Linked DNA regions of Macaca fascicularis: region 2 is linked to region 1. Evidence: chromatin contacts called from public Hi-C data. All regions are on one chromosome and are shown on one strand. The core of a region is the stretch at or near the end of the contact, and the rest is flanking DNA. Distances in the headings are between cores, read along the strand shown. Region 1 holds the start of DNAJC1 (DnaJ heat shock protein family (Hsp40) member C1). Region 2 holds the start of COMMD3 (COMM domain containing 3).

Region 1 (6,433 bases), core at 3,840-6,339:
CTATTATTAAAGTCATTCTAAAAACAGTATGAATGACTAATAAGTCAACTGTATATACCCCTCAACGAAGACTTCTGCAACCCCTTTCTAGACTTCTAGAAAGGACTTGAAATCTAAGAATACATGGAAGGAGATTCTTCTGCTGCCTGAAGGCTGTGAAAGATTACATAGAAGTAAAATCTGTTGAGTAAAAACTGTCAAGCAACTACTTGTTTGGGGAATTACAGTTTACATTTAGTTACAATGTTTATAATGTTTGATTCAATAAATATTTAGGAGTCTACTTTGTGCCTTACTATGAAGAAAATAAAAAGCTACCATCTACTCTAAAAATGAGGCAACTAACTTGTCCAAGGTCATAAGGTGGTCTGGTCCAAGTTCTAAGTCATCTGCTATTCAAATTACAGAGCTTAGAGAGTAACTGAGTTACCTCAGACCTGGTGGATAAGGGGATAAAGAAGATGCCACAGTCAGTCACTACCATCTCTAGTTTCTAGTTTAGGATATGGATATCTCAAAATAATGTTCTATATTAATTGTCTCCAATTCTTCCCTTTCACTCTCTCCTGAACCCAATCTATCCAGACTATTGATCTCACCACTGCACTGAAACAGTTCTTACTGAGGTAGCCTGTGACCTCCATATGGTTAATTCCAACAGTGAAATCTCAGAGCTCATCTTATTTGAATCATCATTATCATTTAACCCAGCTGATCTCTTTCTCTTTGAAACACTTTTTTCACTTGACTTGAGAGAACCTTGTCTTGGTTCGCCTCCTACCTTACTGGTCATTCCTGCCCTATATCCTTTGTTGATTCCCCTCCATCTCCCTGACTCCTTTTTTTTTTTTTTTTTTTTGAGATGGAGTCTCGCTCTGTCACCCAGACTGGAGTACAGTGGCACGATCTTGGCTCACTGCAAACTCCGACTCCCGGGTTCAACCAATTCTCTACCTCAGCCTCCCGAGTAGCTGGGATTATAGGCGCCTGCCACCACGCCCAGCTAATTTTTATCTTTTTAGTAGAAACAGGGTTTCACCACATTGACCAGGCTGGTGTTGAACTCCTGACCTCGTGATCCACCCGCCTCAGCCTCCCAAAGTGCTGGGGTTACAGGCATGAGCCACCGCACCCAGCTCCTTGACTCTTAAAGTCTGGAATCCCCAAGGTTTAGCTCCCAGATCTCTTCTCTTCTCTTTTACATTCATTCCCTTGGTGAACTCATCCAGTTTTGTCGCTTCAAGTTACTAAGTGCCTCAGACTCCTAAATTCCTATCTTCGGCCCAAACCTTTCTTCTTGTAACTCTACACCTGAATAACCAATTGCCTACATACCAGCTCAACTTCAATGTTTAATAGACACCCCAAATTTAGCACATCCAAAAACTAAATTCCTGATGTTCTCCAAACCAGGCTCCTAGTCCAGGTTTCTCCGTCTCAATAAATGGCAATTGCACCCTTCTAGTTACTGAAGCCAAAATCTTTAGAATTATCTTCAATTTCTCTTTTTCTCTCACCTATCATATTCAAGCCATCAGTAAAATTCTGTTCACTCCATGTTGAAATTAAATCCAGAATCTGACCACTTTGCACCACCTCCACTGCTACCACCCAGCTCCAATCTATACCACAATTATCCCTCTAAGTAACTAATACCTCACAGACTATACTCAGCACACTAAAGAGATCATTTTGAAATTCAAGTCAAATCATGTATCTTTTCTATTCAAACACGGCCTCCCCCAACTTACTTATAAGTAAAAGCCGAAGTCCTTACAATGGCCTACAAAGCCCTACATGGTCTTCCCTTACCACCTATGACTCAGATCTCCTATTACTGTTCTTGATCACTCTGCTCTGGCCATACTGCCTGCCTTGCTATTCCTCAAATACTAAGCAAGCTCCCGCCTCCTGGCTTTTGTGCTTATTAGAATGCCCTTCCACTATACTATGGTCTGAATGCTTTGTCCCTCAAAATTCATATGTTGAAATCTAATCCCCAATGTGACAGTAATACAAGGTGGGGCCTCTGTAAGGTGATTATATCATGAAGGTGGAGTCCTAATGGATGAGATTAGTTTCCTTATAAAAGAAGCCCCAGAGAGCTGCCTGTCCCTACCACCATGTGAGGACAACAAGGTGCTATCTATGAACCAGAAGGCCCTCACCAGACACAGAATCTGCCAGTGCCTTAATCTTGGATTTTCCAGCCTTAATCTTGGATTTTCTAGCCTCCAGAATTGTGAGAAATCAAGTTCTGCTGTTGAAAAGCTGTCCAGTTTATGGCATTTTGCTATGACAGCCCAAATGGCCTACAACACAATTACCCACATGGCTTACTCCCTAACTTCTCTCAGAGGCCTTCTCTGACCATATAACATTTATATTTATTTACTTGGTTGTTTACTGTCTGTTTCTCCCTACTGAACTATAAGGTTAGGGGTTTTGTTTTATATAAAGGCCAACTCCCAATGCTTAAAATCCAATAGGCACCAAATACATCTCTGTTGCTTGAACAAGAAGAAGAGATTAGTGCATAGAGCCAGGTCACCACTTTCAGTAGCCTACCTACTTTGTTCTGGTCCCTCATGTTTGGCTAGTCACCAAATGGTTCTGGCTTGAAAATTACACATGAAAGACCTTGGACAGGTTGCGTTTGTTTCCACCAAATTTCTGGTCCCTGAAAGTCATCTAACAAAGTTAAGATTCAATGTAAAGAAAAAAACTTGTTCCATTCAGTTTCTCTGCTTGGACAGAAAAAAATTCCTCCTGCATTCTTTCCAATTTCAATACAGCTGTATAGAGAAACACAGGTTAAAAACAATAAAATAATCTTCTTTTCAGATTCTACCTTGACAAAGAATCTTCTTGATTATCCATGCTTCTTTATTTTCTCATCTTTGCCCAGAAAGTCAAGTGCTCTGGATGTTCACACTGCCTAACTAACTATGCAAATCAAGTTACATGAAATTATAAACGAAAATTCTATGAGAGTTCACATGCAAAGCTAGATTACATAATCTACATTTTAAACTGCTATTAAATTTCTGCTCTCTTAAAGGCACTTAATTTTTCATGAATAACTGGATCTTCAAGATTTTTGGATGGGTTACGTTTAAGATTCTCTTTACCTAAAGAATGTAATCAACGATGATAAATTCTAATTATTCCCAGTATTAAAGAAATTCTTAAAAGTCATCAAAATTAGTATTTCATTAATTATTTTTACACATACTCCATCATCATTTGCTTTGAAAATGAGATATATAGTGTCTCTATGAGGAGGGACGGGCACCAGGTAACAGATCACAAATACAGTTATTACAAAGTTGCTTGCACATATGAATCTGAAGTGTGACATGCCTATACTTTATAACTCTTACAAAAATAAAAAACTGTTAGACTCATGGTACCCTGGCAGCCTAGTAAGTTTATATTCAGTGATGGAATGAAAATGCAATGTTTGAAAATTAAAATTCAGTAAATGTTGAATAGTTCACCCACATTTATGATAACCTATGGGGGAGGGGGATGTGCATTTCATATCTAGTTATGTGAAGTGTGCCTTGAATGACAACTATTGTAAACATTAATTTTTTACTCCCATAACTATTCAAAGCATTGTACGAAGGGCTCAATCAGATAAGTGTGAAATATACATTTTTCACCCTGTAAGCCTGAAATCAGCGAAATGTTATCTTCTCCTTTGCGCGAGACTTCAGGTAGAGACTGGATATCTACCCTCACTCAACCACCCTCAATGGTAGAACTAAAAAGCAACAGAAGGGTTTTAGAAGTTAATGTCTCAAGCTAAAAAAGAAAACAAAATGAAACAAAAGGAAAAGGGGGAAAAAAAAAACCATTCCTACATTACTGGTTGGGGGCTTCTCTTCCAATCGCACTCCAAGTCCTCTGCTGCCCAAAAAACTTAACACCTCCAACCTGGTAGAGGCTTCAAATTCCTCCAGATTTCTAAACTGCGAAAGAAACATCTATCTAACAGGCTAAAAACGATGTCCAAGTACGAGGTAAGAAAAACTTCTGCAACACAGACACTGGTCACAGTGCATTCCTACTTTCCCAGAAGGGAAGAGGAGGGGAGGCAGCTGAAATAAGAATAAGAATGAGGGTAAGTCTCGGTGGAAGATGACAGTTTAGAGAAGCGGCTGCTCTTTCTCACATTCAGGGGGACAGGAAGGCAAACGGTAGGTGTTAAATTAAAAACAAAAAAAGTCTACCCACACCACTCTTCCTTCTTCCTCCAGCACAGCTGGAGGGGGAAGGCTCTTCCCCAGAACGCCGGACCAGAGAGATGGCATTGCCACCCCAGGCAAGTGGCGTCGTCCAGCCCGTCACTGGGGCTGGGACTAGAAAAGTTGAAGCAGGAGTAAGGATCTGGGGAAGACGGACACGTCCTTCCGAGGCTGAGGACCCCGGTGGCCCGGGCTGAGGGCAGCCAGAGCCCGGGGTGACCGAGCCCTGCCCTCCGTGTCCGACTCTCTGAGGAACCGGGGTCGCCTGCCGCCTGCCCCGGCCCCTCTCCGCCCGGCCCCGCGCGCCTCCTTGCTTACCTGCTGCACTCCGAGGAACTGGTAGAAGTTGAGCTGCACCTCCTCCACCAAGTCAAACAACTCCAGGTCTCCGCTCTCCCAGCCGCGCGCCGGCGCCACGGCGGCCAGCAGCAGCAGCAGCAGCAGCGGCCACAGCAGCGGCGTCCGCGGCTGCGGCGGCGGGAAAGGCATTAGCCCGAGCTGGCGGCGCCCAGGAAGCTGTGCCGGCCAGGAGCACAGAGCCGTCATCGCACTGGGCTCGGAAAGGTCACCCGCCGCGCACCTCCGTTGGCCGAGAGCTGGGACGTGGCGGGCGGCACTGGCTGTGGGAAACAGTGCCCGTCAGTGAAAAGCGCGGGCAGGCGCACCGGAACGGCCCGCCAGGCGGCTGGTCCCAGACTGAGCGCGGTGGTGGCGGGAGCCCGCGGCCGGACCAGCGGCTGGGCGGGCGGGCGGCGCCGCAGTCGGCGCTACGTTCCGCGGACCCTGGCCCCCAGGCCTACACACAGCTGGAGAGCCAGCGCCCGGCGCCTGGGCTGCACAGGGGGAGAGGCTTCCCTTTGCCTCAGCCTATCCCAGGCCTCGCTTCCGGTGACATCACGTCTCCTAGCAACCGCGGGGAAGGGGGCGTGGCCGGAAGCCTGGACGCCTGGCGCCCCGATCTGGGCCTAGGTGAAATGCCTTTCAATCGGTTGGGCGTGTCGAGGAGCTGAATCTACGCCAAAACGGGCTGAGAGACAGGGAAGGTTATAGCCATCACGTGTCTACCTGGAACGCCCCTCGTGGACTTCCCCCGAAATAGCTACTGTCTTCCCCTCCCCCAGCTATCGAACACTAAAAGCATATTTGAAGCCTGATTAATTGATTATGGCTTCCGTGCATTTAATTAGTCCTTCAGCAAAGAAGACAGGACAAGTTGAACCAGGTTCTAAAAGGGGCAAATCTAGTAAGTAGAGACAGGTAGAGCAGAAAAGGAATTCAAACCAAAACAATTATGAATTAAGATTTACAGGTATAATACCACAAAATGGCCTGGTAGAATTAATAGTTAATAATGGTGACTCAATCATAGTTGGAGGAGGAATGGAGTTTATCCATCTTAGCCCACCTCCAGTTGGGGTTCTTTTGAAAATAGACCTCAGTTGAGATGTTTCCGTTTTAAAAGACAGGCTAAAAACCTTCTCTCTCTTCCGTAACAATGCCTCACTTCCTAGTCTTGCATTGCTTCTGTTCAATCTCTTTTCAAGTTATTTTCTCCACCACGATTCTCTTGTGTGAACTTTATTTTCCTTTTGGCTTTCTCACATTTCTCTTCCCTGAACTCTCCACTCTTGTTGAGGAAGAAGGGAGCAAAAAATGCTACTAAAACTCAGAAAGTTAGCTCAATTTTGAAAGTTTGACCTCATGCTCTTTCCATCTTGGATCTAGTTAGTTAAATCAAGCTCCATAGCGTAATGATAAAGCTACTTCCCTCTCATAGTCAGAATATACTATGTTGGATAAAGGTTAGAAAAACACTAGGAAGCAAATCTTACTGAGAAAATCCTAGTATGGAGTGTTAAAAATATTTTTAAATAAAATCAATAAATGCAAATCTTGGTATGGAGTTTTAGAAATATTTTTGAATGAATTCATAAATGAATGCAAGTATATCTTGCTTAAAAATAATAGGTATGCTTGAATTACTCACATTTTAATCTATCATGAGGGCTGCTATAACAAAATACTTTAGACTGGGTGACTTAAACAACAGATACTTATTTCTCACAGTTTTGGAGGTTGAGAAGTCCAGGGTCAGGGTGCCAGCATGGTTGGGTGCTGATGAAGCCTTCTTCCTGGTTTGCAGATGGCTGTCTTCTTGGGGTATCCTCAGGTGGCCAGGG
Region 2 (6,379 bases), core at 1,481-3,980, 300 kb after region 1:
TTTTTCTCCCCATGGAGTTCCATGAACTCTTCAATCTAAAGGAGTATCTTCCTTCAGCGTTCTTTGCACAAGAGCAAAAGTACTTATACAATCTAAAAAAGAAAATATTTAAATTCATAACACTAACAAATGCAGCAATGAGGCCTGTGGGAAAAGCTGACCACATAGATCCTGCAAAAGCCCTAGCTTATTTAATTGTAATCACAATAAAGGGGCCAATATTAAGTTTGTTTCTAAAAAAAATTAACCAGTTCAAAGGATACAATGTACTTGAAACTTTAAAACATTGTTTAAAAGGGTAACTTCTAGTTCTTCAAATGATTTCTAGATTCTCAAAAAGAAAAATAAATTTATCAGCATTGTCTACCTAATATTTGCAGTTTAGAAGGCAAGATATATTATTCATGTGAAGATGGCTACATCTGTATTTTCTTATTTTCAGTTGCACATAATTGTTCTTTTAAAGAACTTTTTGGGGCCAAAGTTAGTTTACTGGCTTTGAGCCTGCAGTTTAGTCAAAGTTCCAATGCTGTTTTCAGTGAGTAAAGCAAAATTTTAAACAGTATTTTTCATACTTTCAGAATATATTCATATGTAGTTTTTCTAATATAAAACGCATTGATTTTTATGGCTGCAACCAAGAGAGTCTACATCTGGGTAGTCATGCCTTTTGATAATCATACTTCCATGTATTTCAATGGCTTGTCAAAGACACACATGTTTGAAACACTCAATCCTGTGCCTCCTTCAAAGGAAGTTTAAATAAATATAACTGTAGTAGGAAAATTCAGTTTTTCTAGCATTAGAACACACTATGGTGAAAATTTTTGTGCGAGCTTAAAATGTGCCCATCATTTAGGCCTAACACATGAATATACTTAGGCCTAAGAGGACAAAACATCCTAAGAGAAAGTACTCATACATGGGCAACAGAGTAACATGACAGCTATTATGGAAACAATACTTGTGAATTTCCTAACTTTTATGCCCACAAATTCACAACCACTTGTGTTTATTTTTCTCTTTTAAAATAATATTTTAAAATCTATCCCCATGATTAATACTGTTTTTTGACACTAAAATTGAGTATTAAGAGTTATCAACTCAAATCTATTAGTATTAATAATCAGTGTTACACTAGGTCATAAATACATGTGTAATAAACGTAATAAGCTTGGATGTTAATATTGTTGAACATTTACACAACTCTGTCCTATTTATTCTCTATGTAATCAGATATCATGAAGTTTTTCAACTGACATTTTATTACTGATGAGAAACAAATTAGGAAGAAGATGAGTGATGGGAAGAAAAGATGAACATGATTAATAGGTGTTTGTTTCATAAAGACTCTAGGGAGACTTTTAAATCCTTCACTGCTACTATATTCTCACCGAGTGAACAGCCACTGCACGTGCCTTTTAAAGCTTTCAAAGGAGGGCTGAGTAGAGTTACTCAATTTGTTACTGATGCTGTTACTCCATTTGCATCCTGTTGTGAAATGAGGTACTCTTTATGTATTGGTGCCAAGATAAATGGCGACTATATCCATCAAAAAATTTTTAAAATAGACATCTAAGTTAGAAAAATAAAAGAATATTTCACTTTGGGTCTAATGTAGCAAATAATCGCTCCTGAAGACTAAAACATCTTTGTTGTTCCGCATCCCTTCCCTCCACCCTTCAAGAACTTGTATTTTTTAACTTTTCAAGTTCTCTTGATTAAAAATGCCTAACTACTTTGCTTCACGGGTTTTTTAAAGAATCATTCTTGTTCTCTAAACCAACTTCGTAGAAATAGAGAGGAAGTTAAACTTTATACAGTATTCGAATCTTTAAAGGTATGAGCATCCTAAACAGTAATTCACTTCTAATAAAGATCTTGCCATTCCTAACTGTACTTTACTAAGGTAGCTGTTTAATAAAAACATATTTATGCAGATTCTATACAGCAACTAAAACTGGACCCACAGATGTAGTGAGTAGAGTAGCACAAAATGTGTATGGCAGTTGGCATTTATTTGCAGCGGCATATAAAATTGTTAATAATCCTGTCAAATCTGTTCATAATCCGATTGCTGGAGTGTAGTGCATACAGGAACTCTATGTATGTGTGCATGTGTACACACCCCCCATGCACGAAGGACTCTACTGCCGTATTCCAGAAATGACAAAGAAAAAGTAAAAATAAGCAAGAATCACATAATTAGATGTCTTACAGTCTCATAAAAGGGCAGTGCTGCGAGGTTAAGCTGGTGAGCTAAAAAACAAACAAAACAAACAAAAACCCACAAAAACAAACAAAATCCAGTTGCCTGAGATCGGAGCTCCCCGCAGGATTCGCGCAGAGCGAGGAGCGGGGAGGGCGCAGTTTGCGGGAGGCGGGGGCCGGGATCCCGACACCGTCCGCCGTCTCCCCGGGATCTCTCAGGGAACCGAGCTGGTGACCGTCCGAGGTAAGCGCTGAGCCAAGGAGAAAGCGCCCAGCGCGTCCACAAAGCGCCCGAGGCCGCCCTTCTCGCCAAGGCTCGGCAGATCCCGCGGCCTGCGCTGGACAAGGAAAGGCTGGACCGAAACGGTGGGAGGCGGCAGGCGGCTGCTGGGGGCGCGGGACTTGCGCGCGGACGCGGAGGCGGGCGGGGACGCCCCGCAGCCCGCGCCGCCGCCAGCCGCCCCGAGCCGCGTGCGCGCGCGGCCGCATCAGCTGAGCGCGCGGCGCGTGTCACGTGGTGTGCGTGTCGAAGGTCACGGCGCGCTCACAATGGAGCTCTCCGAGTCTGTGCAGAAAGGCTTCCAGATGCTGGCGGATCCCGGCTCCTTCGACTCCAACGCCTTCACGCTTCTCCTCCGGGCGGCTTTCCAGAGCCTGCTGGACGCCCAGGCGGACGAGGCCGTGTTAGGTAAGCCGCTCGGCTCGGCTCGGAGCTGGATCCGCCGGGGTGGAGGGGCGCTCGAAGAAGAGGAGCCGGCGGAGCGAGAAGGGGAAAGCCCCGGGAAGAGGAAGTCTCCGGGCTTTGCCCTTCGCTCCGGACGGAGTGTTGGGGACGTGGCTCTGCTAGGACTCGGAGCAGACCCTGAGCATTGTTTTGGCCCCGCTTGGCACCTGCATAGAGCCAGCTCCACGTTCCTGGCCCGGTTTCCCTCCCAGTCTCTTTGTTCTTTTGTAAAGCCCGTGTTCAAATCTTGTTTGTGGCCTAAACATCTAAGGTGTTTAGCCTTGTCTGAGGCTGCGGCTGTTTTGACAGTTGGACTTCATCTGGGGAGCTCCCTGCAATTCAAGCTTCCAGGGCTAGGCTAGCAAAGGTTTTAAAGGGTCTGTTTCCAAAGTAATTACTAGGTCAGATAGTGTTGACATTTGCCAACTTAGAGCATACCTCAAGTTGCTGTGATCACTCCAGCGCTCTAGTTCAGCATGTTTTACTCAGGTTCTACACCTAGAACCTTAAACTATGATGCACAATACTTTGTTCCGCCCCAGTTACCAGGATGCGAGTGTCTTTTAAGCGATCTGGTCAGTGACTGCGGAGGTGCAGTGTCAGTCTGGATTGAAGACATATTTTAAGACAGATCGCTTTTAGATGATTTTCTTAAATATAAATATCCCAACAATTCAAATTTTTGTTTTTTTTCTGTAGTTTCATGAACTAAACACTTGTACAAAAAGTATGAAAGTGGAAGTTCTTTAAACGAAAATAGTAACCACCACCTGGGTTAATCTCAAAAAAAAAAAAAAAAAAAAAAAAGGATAACTGTCAAACCCTGAAAGTACTACTATAATTTTGAAATTTGTATTTTATATTCTGAACTCATGCCTTACCTTCTACCCCCTTGATGTGTTGTTCATGGAGCCAGTTACCCTAAGCTCGTCATTTTTAGGACGGAAGTTTATTCTAAAATTGACACCACGTAAAATATTTATCTTGTTTTTCCTTTGAATTTACCCCAGTGTTAGAATGACCATTGCATTGTAATATTTTCTTTGGGGGCTATAATATTTTTAATAGTAAAAATATTAAGGCAAAGTAAGTTAATTGAAACCAGTAATAGTAGAGTTCTTGATGTGTTTTTTTTATTGTTTTTCACTTGACCTTGTTGCTCATCTCATTTACTTATAATTATGACTGTCCTTATAGTTGAATTTTTTTTATCTTGTTAAAGGGTTTTTAAACCCAAATTAAAATATTCTTTTTAGGAACATGACTATAAAGAATTTATTATCATAGGCATCACTGGAAGTTAATTTATTTTAGATCATCCAGACTTGAAACATATCGACCCAGTGGTTTTAAAACATTGTCATGCAGCAGCTGCAACTTACATACTAGAGGCAGGAAAGCACCGAGCTGACAAGTCAACTCTAAGGTACAGGATTTATTTAAATATCCATTTATTTTCAAATGCTACCTTTATGATTTCAATTTCAGTTTTAAAAATGGAGACAGAACTTTGGCTTTTTTCTTTTCTTCTAGCACTTATCTAGAAGACTGTAAATTTGACAGAGAGCGAATAGAACTGTTTTGCACGGAATATCAGGTTACTTTAAAATTTTTAATTAACAGTGACTATTTTTCTTTTACTCTATTTGTAAAGATCTGTTTTTTTTCTCTCTTTCTTTTTCCTCTCCAGAATAATAAGAATTCCCTAGAAATCCTACTGGGAAGGTAGGTACTGTGTAAGGTGTCAAGCTGAGGCACTTTTCACTTGCAGGTATGAATGGAGAGTGTTGGTGTGAAACAAGATCTTCGGGATCTTGACCCAAAGAAAAAGAGCCAAAGGGCACGTCAAACAATTGAAGTTAAGCTAATGTTTTTAAAGATAAAGTTTATTGAGATGATTTTCAAATGCTTTTTTACCATTCAGAATTTAAAAGTAAAGTTTAACAATGGTTTAAATTGAGAATGGATTAAAATGGAGTTGGGGGTGGAAAGTAGAGCCATTCTTAGTAAATAACTGAAAAGTTCTTCTGTAGAGACTATGTACAAAATTATCATTGCATCTTTCAGCATAGGTAGATCTCTCCCTCATATAACGGATGTTTCTTGGCGCTTGGAATATCAGATAAAGGTAAAGTTTAACCAACTTCTCTAGGGCGGATCAGGGAACTTCTTAAAACACAGAGTTAAAGGCTGTTACGTGTTTGTTGTGTTATTTTAGACCAATCAACTTCATAAGATGCACAGACCTGCATATTTGGTGACCTTAAGTATACAGGTATTTATAGATAAGTCTTACCCAATAATGAAATGTGTAATGAAATTTACAATTTCATTGATTTAAATAAACAGCGTTTTTTGTTGCGTGTTTTTTTTCCCTGCCCTAGAACACTGATTCCCCATCCTACCCAGAGATTAGTTTTAGTTGCAGCATGGAACAATTACAGGTACAGTATTAGGATCTATAAATATGCCTGTCTTTTTATAAATGTTTACTTGAGAGTTATACTCTTGGACAGTTCAAAATAAAATTAACCATCTGTCAGCAGATAATGAAGATTGGTTAAGGATTTAATGGGAAAGGGGCATCAAAAGTAGTATTTTAACATAGGCTTCACTGTTGAAATTAAGATGTTATTAATAGAGAATTGGTCTGTATTTGCTGTTTTTGCTGGTTAAAATAAACTTCTGTAGTGTTAGTGTAAATTTCTTCATGATGAGTTTGGTCCAATAAGATAAAGCAAAATTAAGACATGGCTTTGAAAATGTCTTTGCTTTCAGAAATTGAATTAAACTGTCAAAATTGGATTTTGAAACCGTGGTTTTAATGACTTTTTATAAAGGGGGAAGTATACATAACATTCTAAAACTGTTTTTATTGCCCATTTAAGACTGGGGAAATTCAAAACTACATTGATTAGTGGATATGGCAACGAATTTATTTCATAGCTCTTAAAAAATGAAGATCATTACTGGAAATTTAAGTGAAATTGAATTTTTCAAAGGCATCTTCTGCAGAGCCGTTTTAATGTAACTGTGAATCAAACTTTAAACTTTCAGAAAATGTATATACAGCACAACCTTTGTTAGATAACTTGAGAAAATTCAGATGTACCTGGGCGGTTAAGGATTCGGTTAGAAATCATGTTTCAGTGTGAGGGCAAATAACCGATTTGAACATGAGATATTTCTGAGGAAACGCTTCTTTTTGACCGATAGTAGTTTGTCAAAGGTTAAAATCTTGTTGAATTTTAAACTTGTTTGGAAGATGTGTCCTGACTTTTTTTCTTGCATCTTTCTTGAACTTGGATACTTCTTTCCATGTTTTATCCTAAAAACGTGGTATTGTATACACGTCTTTTAGGACTTGGTGGGGAAACTTAAAGATGCTTCGAAAAGCCTGGAAAGAGCAACTCAGTTGTAACTTGGGGAAGTTAACGATCCGCC

The links. A called contact is a pair of places that touch in the nucleus more often than the background predicts.
Region 2: a Hi-C map of skeletal muscle shows a contact between it and region 1, with 4 times the contacts expected there. The contact joins the promoter of COMMD3 here to the promoter of DNAJC1 in region 1. A contact is called at or near these places in 2 of 2 Hi-C or Micro-C datasets (liver and skeletal muscle).

Annotation. Positions count from the first base shown.
Region 1 is chr9:22,806,023-22,812,455 of T2T-MFA8v1.1, forward strand. It overlaps DNAJC1 (DnaJ heat shock protein family (Hsp40) member C1), which reads right to left and starts at 5,090. Exons shown (of 13, transcript XM_074001183.1): 1 at 4,572-5,090.
Region 2 is chr9:23,110,890-23,117,268 of T2T-MFA8v1.1, forward strand. It overlaps COMMD3 (COMM domain containing 3), which reads left to right and starts at 2,731. Exons shown (of 8, transcript XM_005564786.4): 1 at 2,731-2,899; 2 at 4,250-4,361; 3 at 4,469-4,532; 4 at 4,626-4,660; 5 at 5,003-5,063; 6 at 5,154-5,210; 7 at 5,320-5,379; 8 at 6,297-6,379. The coding sequence starts at 2,761. The coding sequence ends at 6,356.